2 separate regions of the Sus scrofa genome follow, and region 2 is linked to region 1. A link is a contact called in public Hi-C data. All regions are on one chromosome and are shown on one strand. Each heading gives the region's core, a stretch centred on a gene start, on an enhancer-like site or on the middle of the called end of the contact. The rest is flanking DNA. Distances are from core to core; before and after follow the strand shown.

What was found. A called contact is a pair of places that touch in the nucleus more often than the background predicts.
Region 2: a Hi-C map of embryonic fibroblasts shows a contact between it and region 1, with 2.5 times the contacts expected there. The contact joins two enhancer-like sites. A contact is called at or near these places in 3 of 47 Hi-C or Micro-C datasets (embryonic fibroblasts and heart right ventricle).

Annotation. Positions count from the first base shown.
Region 1 is chr11:51,749,993-51,753,463 of Sscrofa11.1, reverse strand. No RefSeq gene overlaps it. Among named protein-coding and RNA genes, the nearest start is that of NDFIP2, 260 kb to the right of the region's middle. Within about 2 kb of position 2,128, at least 10 of the 83 cell types and tissues checked have an H3K27ac peak or open chromatin away from gene starts, as enhancers often do. A contact at or near this core is called in embryonic fibroblasts, where this site is marked.
Region 2 is chr11:52,024,286-52,027,434 of Sscrofa11.1, reverse strand. No RefSeq gene overlaps it. Among named protein-coding and RNA genes, the nearest start is that of SPRY2, 130 kb to the left of the region's middle. Within about 2 kb of position 1,279, at least 11 of the 83 cell types and tissues checked have an H3K27ac peak or open chromatin away from gene starts, as enhancers often do. A contact at or near this core is called in embryonic fibroblasts, where this site is marked.

The sequences.
Region 1 (3,471 bases), core at 879-3,378:
CTTCTCTTGGTACTACCAAATAATGCTTGTATTATGTCAGTTGTCACAATATATTTCATTTGATTAGGTTTTTTTTTTCTACCACAATGTGAATGCTCTAGGGGTAGGATTTATGTTGTGGTTAAGAGTATGGACTCTGGAGAGAGAATGTGGATTCAAACCCTTGCTATTCACTAGCTGAGTGATCTTATATATCAACTAGCTGCTATTACAAGAATGGTGTGTAACAAGCTACCGCACATTCTCAGTGGTATATAATAATCTTTTTTTTTTTATGGGTTGACTGCAGTTTAGCTATTTTACGTCAAGCTTAGCTGATCTTAGCCAGGCTTGGTTATGCATTTGTGGCAGTGGTGGTTCACCTGGGGCTGGGCTGTCCGGGATGGTCTCAGCTAGAATAACTCATTTCTTTTACCTTTTTCTCATCCTCCTGACTTGCCTTGTCTTGTCATCATAGTGAAGCAGAGTTTCCAGAGAATTTCAGGGAAATACATGGCCTCTTGAGGACTAGACTAGGAACTGGGCCAATGTCATATATATCTCAATCTATTGGCCAAAGCAAATACAGCTGAAATTCAAAGGGTTGAGAAGTAAACCCCAAATCCCAAATCTTTGTGTGACACAAAGATGCAAAGGGCATAGATATAGGGAGGTCATTACTTGGGGCCACTTTTGCAACCAATCTACCACATATTAGGCAACTACCATTTTAATAATTAACAAACTTTTTTTAGGCATTTACTTTGTGCCAGGTCCTACTCCAGAAGCCAAGGATACAGCAGGCAGCGGTACCAACAAAAACTCAATTCTCAAAAAGCTAGATTTCTACAGGGGAAGACAGGGAACAAATTAAAAAGGAAAGTAAAATATATTGTTTGTCATGATAAGGCCACTAAGAAGTGAATAAACGTAAAGAAGGGGGGAGTTCCTGCTGTGGCACAGTGGGTTAAGAATCCGTCTGCAGTGGCTCAAGTCACTGCGGAGGACAGACGTTCAATCCCCAGCCTGGCTCAGTGGGTTAAAGGATCCCACGTGGCCTCAGCTGTGGTATAGGTTGTAGCTGCAGCTCAGATGCAATCCCTGGCCAGGGAACTTCTATATGCCATGGGTGTGGCCATGAAAGGAAGTAAGGAGGGAAGGAGGGAAGGAGGGAGGGAAGGAAGAGAGGGAGGAAGGAAGGAAGGAAAGGAGGAAGGGAGGGAGGAAGAAATAAAAGAAAAAAAGGTAAGGAGGAGATGAAGGTTGACTGTAGGGGACATTTTACATTGCGTGGCCACAGAAGGAGACATAAAAGGGATGAAAGCATGGACTCTGAGGAATGGGGGGGGTCCATGGGGTTGGGGGGGAGAGTTTTCCAGGTAGAGGGAAGAGCACATGCACTGGCAGTGAGGGGGAAGTGTGCCTGGTACTTCTCAGGAGTAGTGAGGTGAGTGTGGCTGGAGTACCCTGAGCACTGGGGTGAGGAGTGGGAGAAGAAATGCAGTGAAAGAAACAGGAGGGGAGGAGCTCCCATTGTGGCGCAGCAGAAACAAATCCAACTAGGATCCATGAGGATGTGGGTTCGATCCCTGGCCTCACTCAGTAGGTCAGGAATCCAGCATTGCCATGAGCTATGGTGTCAAGTAGGTTGCAGATGCGGCTGGGATCTTGAATTGCTGTGGCTGTGGTGTAGGCTGGCAGCTGTAGCTCTGATTGGACCCCTAGCCTGGCAACTTCCATATGCCACAGGTGTGGCCCTAAAAACCAAAGGAAAAAGAAAAAAGAAAAGAAAGAAAAGAAAAAAGAAATGGGAAGAGGGTGGCAAGGAGGATTTTGTCTTTTACTCCAATTTAGAGGGCGAAGCTGTTGCAGAGTCTGCATGAGAAATGACATAATTGACTTAACAGAACAAGGAAGGCAGCGGCCAGAAATAGACTGCAGGGCGCACAGGGCAGAAGGAAGACCAATTAGGAGCCTATGAGCACAGTGCTTTGATATCCCACGCAGACCTCACATTCTTCAGATCCCAATGTGCCTGCGAACCCAGAGCAACTCAGGTTTTTTTTTGGTTTCTCTCACTGCCCACTCTTTCCTCCTCTCCTTCCTGTGTTTTTTATAGAAGTGACGTAACACCACTTTGGGTCCTGTTTCTAATACATTCCTCAGCTGCCACCCGAAGGTGAAGGTCTTAATTGTCACACAGTTTCTCACAGGAACTGGCATCTTTGGAACATTTTGAAAAGGCCTCTCTGAAATCTAACATCTCAGAATGAAGTCCACTTCTTTGTAGTATTTAATGCAATTTTAGATGTTCTCCAGACAACGGGGTGGAAGAGAAGGAAAATTTAATTGAAAGGTCTATATGTCGCTTGAGTTCAAAGGACTTGCGTACTACCTGTGTCACCTTAGGAAAACAGCCAAGCTGGTCTCTGCCTCTCATACCATCACCTAGAAAATGGGGATAAAATACTGATCATGACAGATGACAGTAAGGATTAAAATGAGAGGAGCTGTGTCTAGCATGGATACTAATTCTCTCCTTTTCAAAGTGGGTCATTTGGGATGGGGGAGATTTTTATGTGTGAGTAAAGTTACACTTTTTAAGTCAATTAATGCTAAGGTGGAGTGAATTCTTTTTTGTTTGGTTGGTTTTTGGCCATGCCAGCAACATGCAGAAGGTCCTGGACCAGAGATTGAACCTGGGCCATATAGTAAGCCCAGCCGCAGCAGGGACAATGCTGTGTCCTTAACCATTAGGCCACCAGGGAACTGCTGAATTCTTTTATATATGTATATATCACTGAATCTGAGTGAGGCTAAGACTGATAGGAGGCATCAGCTTGGTGCTCACACAGTATATCTTTGAGTGGTTTGGAAAATTTTCAACTCTGAAAAATTGCCCCCAAATAACCTACAATTTACCTCTGCCCTGGTCTGACTGCAACCCAACGGTTGCCAGGACTGAGGCATGGCTTTCAGGCCTCAGTGCGTAAAGGCCTTTGAGATAAGCGTCTCCTTTGCTCCTGGAGCCCCTACTTTATTGCCAGGGTCCTTCAAGCATCAGGTACTTTTCCTTCCTTCCTCACAGATACCTCCATTTACCCAAGTCAACAGTCTGCAAGGTAAACTCCGAGGTAGAAGACAGTGTTACAAGCTCCCACTTCCTCCAAAATAACAGTATAAACAACAAAGAATAGGCAAGGGTAACAAAAGAACAAATATGTAGAAATTACTACAGTTTCAGAAATCACATAATGTGCAGCTCAAAAAAAGTTGTTATAGAAGCTCTTGGCTGGTTCTAGAAATTGTCATAAAATATGGTCCAAACCTGTCTTGATTGGATGCTACATGGTCTTATTTTCATGCTGTGGTTTCCTTCATCCCTGAATCCCCCAAACAACTACTAGAAAAAAAATTTTTTACCAAAAATAAAAGTTTAACTTACAAAGACTCCAAACAACACTCTGAAAATCAGGTCAAATTTGTCTACGG
Region 2 (3,149 bases), core at 30-2,529, 270 kb before region 1:
CAGGACCACGCCCCAGGTGGCCTTGGGAGTACTTTTCAAGAGAACAGTTTCAGAGTGTAACTAGAGGTCAGTTCCAGCAAGGTCCTCCAAATGCAGCAAACCAGACAAAACAGACCTAGGATGAGCTGAAACAGAGGTCAGGAAATGGCTGCATTAGTGGAGTTGCTGCTGTGGCGCAGTGGGTTAAGGATTGGGTGTTGCTGCACCTACAGTGTAGCCTGGGAACTTCCATATGATTTGAGGGGAAAAGAATCGGCTACCTTGGAAAGGAAAAGGAAAAAAAGAGGAGGCTGGACGATATATCAGGGCCTAGAGGGGGGATGTGGACAGATCGGGTGTATGAAGACAAGAGGGTGAAGATTAGATTTCCCTGGAGTTATCGTCCACTAGGTATGCTTTTATGTCCCTGCCTTTTAGAGACTAGGTCTCAAAAGACCAGCATCTCATGACGGAATAATTGATGATTCGTGAGTCTTTAACTTAATGACATTTGATGCCATATTATTACAGAACTACCCACTGTTCTTAGAGACTCTGCTGGCTTTTTCGTTGCTTCTTGATTTCACTTCTGATTTCTCCCTCCTTTCCTTCCTTCCTTTCTTCCTACCTTCCTTCCTCTCTCCCCCATCTTTCTTCTTTCTTTCTTTTCTTCCTTCCTTCCTCTTCTTCTTCTTCTTCCTTCCTTTCTTTCTTTTTCCCTTCCGTCCTTCCTTCCTTCCTTTTATTTGGCTTCTTAGGGCCACACCCGCAGCATGTGGCGGTTCCCAGGCTAGGGGTCGAATCAGAGCTACAACTGCAGGCCTATGCCACAGCCACCGCAACGCGGGATCTGAGCTGCATCTGTGAGCTACACCACAGCCCACGGCAACGCTGGATCCTTAACCCACTGAGCAAGGCCAGGGATCGAACCCACAACCTCACAATTACTAGTTGGATTCGTTTCTGCTGCGCCACAATTGGGACTCCATCCATCCTTCCTTCCATTCTTTCTTTCTCCCTCCTTCCCTCCCTCCCTCTTTCTCTCTTTCCTTCCTTATTTCCTTCCTTCCTTTCTCCCCCCACTCCTTCTCTCTCTCTTTAATGGCTTGTTCCTCTATCCTATATTGCTGGGTGCAAGTTTCAGGTCAGCCGTTACATTTGTACTGGCCCTGAAATCTAGCCGCACATCTGGTGTTTCCTAGAGCAAGTCCCTAGAGGGCTCCAGGCTTCTTTAGGCCTCCTGTTAGCATAGCATAGTCCTGACTCTACAAAGTGCATCATAACTCCTCATGTCTTTTCCTGGGTGTGCTCTTTCAAAGTAGAGTCATAAGCGCATGGAATTTCCTGAACGACTCTCAAGGGCTTACAATGACTGCAGCCAAATGTTGCGTTGGGAGAGTTTCCCAGAACAATATGAGAATATCTGTAGTACAAACTGTTGCAGAGCACAAAATGCTCAGTTTTATTAGTCACATATCATAGTTACTGTACAGCCGTCCCATGAGACCTCAAACTTAAGTTCAAAATGAATCTAACCCATACACGGTCTTCTCTCTGCGTTTCTACCACCCAGCTAATTTCAGCACCAGACCCCCAGTCGGAGAGAATAGCTTGTCCAATTGACACCATCCTGATCCTTGCTGCCTCAGAACCAGTGAGTTGCTACATCGGCGCCCCCCACCCCCACCTGCCCTCTTCCTCCCAAGTGAAGCCTTCATCCCTTCCCACATGAACTACTGCGATGCTGTGAACCCTGCTCAACTTCAACTCCACGAAGCTGCAAACGCTTGCCCTGCTGCCAGGGTAATCTTCCAAAACACATTTCCGATAATGTTCTTCTCTCACAATGTTTTCATAGCTTTGCATTGTTTAAAGAAATAAATTCCAACTTTAATAGCCTGACATCTGGTTTCTACATGCCTTTCAATCTTTTCTCTTGCTGCCGTCCTGTACGATGAGAGCTGGTCAAACCATCTTATCCTTCTCTGAGCTTATTTGACCTTTCGTGTCCTTGCGTACTGTTTCTGCTTATCTTTGGTGCTGTTCTTCCCTTTGCGTCTTCGTTCCTGCTGGGGATCTGGCGCTCAGTATTCATTTAATGATTGAAACAAGACGTGAACAAACCTACTCTTTCCTCATTATTTATTTGTAGAAGATGGAGAACCATAAGCTAAGAGTGAACACAATTAGTATATTTTGGATCGTTGAATACTTTTGTCTAGAGGTGGCTGAGAGATCTCTGTGAATCTGAAAGGGAAAGAGGTGTCTTGGATAAAACTTCCTGCTGCACCTCCCCCAGCCCTACCCAATCCCCATCTTCTCCTTCTTTCAAATTAATAGTTTCAGCTATTAATGGATGGATGCCTAGCTAACCACTACATTACCAGCCTCTCTTGCAGCTATAAATGGCCATCTAAGTATTAGCCAATCATCTGGGAACACAATGGATGGTACTCTCTGTGGGTTTACCCTTAAAATAACTAGATGTGTGCTCCTCTAGGCTGTTCTCACTTTCCATATGCCTGAGAGAGGGTGCAACTAGAATGCAGTCTTAGGTCTGCAATGGGGCATTAGAAGATGGCAGGGATAACTCCACCCTTAGAATATTCCTTAATTCTATACCATTAGAGCACTACAGTTCAAGGGCATCATATTATAGCACCTTAGCCTGTATCCTAACCCATACGCTTTCCTTTTTCCTTAAAAAATAATCATTTTTGTTCAGGATGATTATGTACTCAATTAAAATTCATTATCACCTCGGACCCTCCTGTAGCTCTAGCAGCCATAACATCCATTTGGGGCTCTGAGATACGACCAGGATATTTCTGAGAGGAGCTTCCAGAAACTGTCTATTCTCCTGATAAAAAGGAATAGACTAACATATGGCATGTTCCCCCCTTTGTCTTTGAAATTTTTCTTCTTGCCTGGGAGCCATTTATGATGCTGTTTTTGTACTGATTCCCTATTGAAAATTCAAATCCCTCATCTCACGATAGCTAAAACACTGTTAGATTTTATATTTCCTACATAGGACATTCCAAGTTATTGATCTAATGAATGGGTGCACATTTAACAAAAACACTGATTTGGAGATGTGCATTAGGCAAGACTTTGCTTTTTAGAACCACCCTGGGCTGATCACCTCGGGATTTCTAATCATTTAAGGA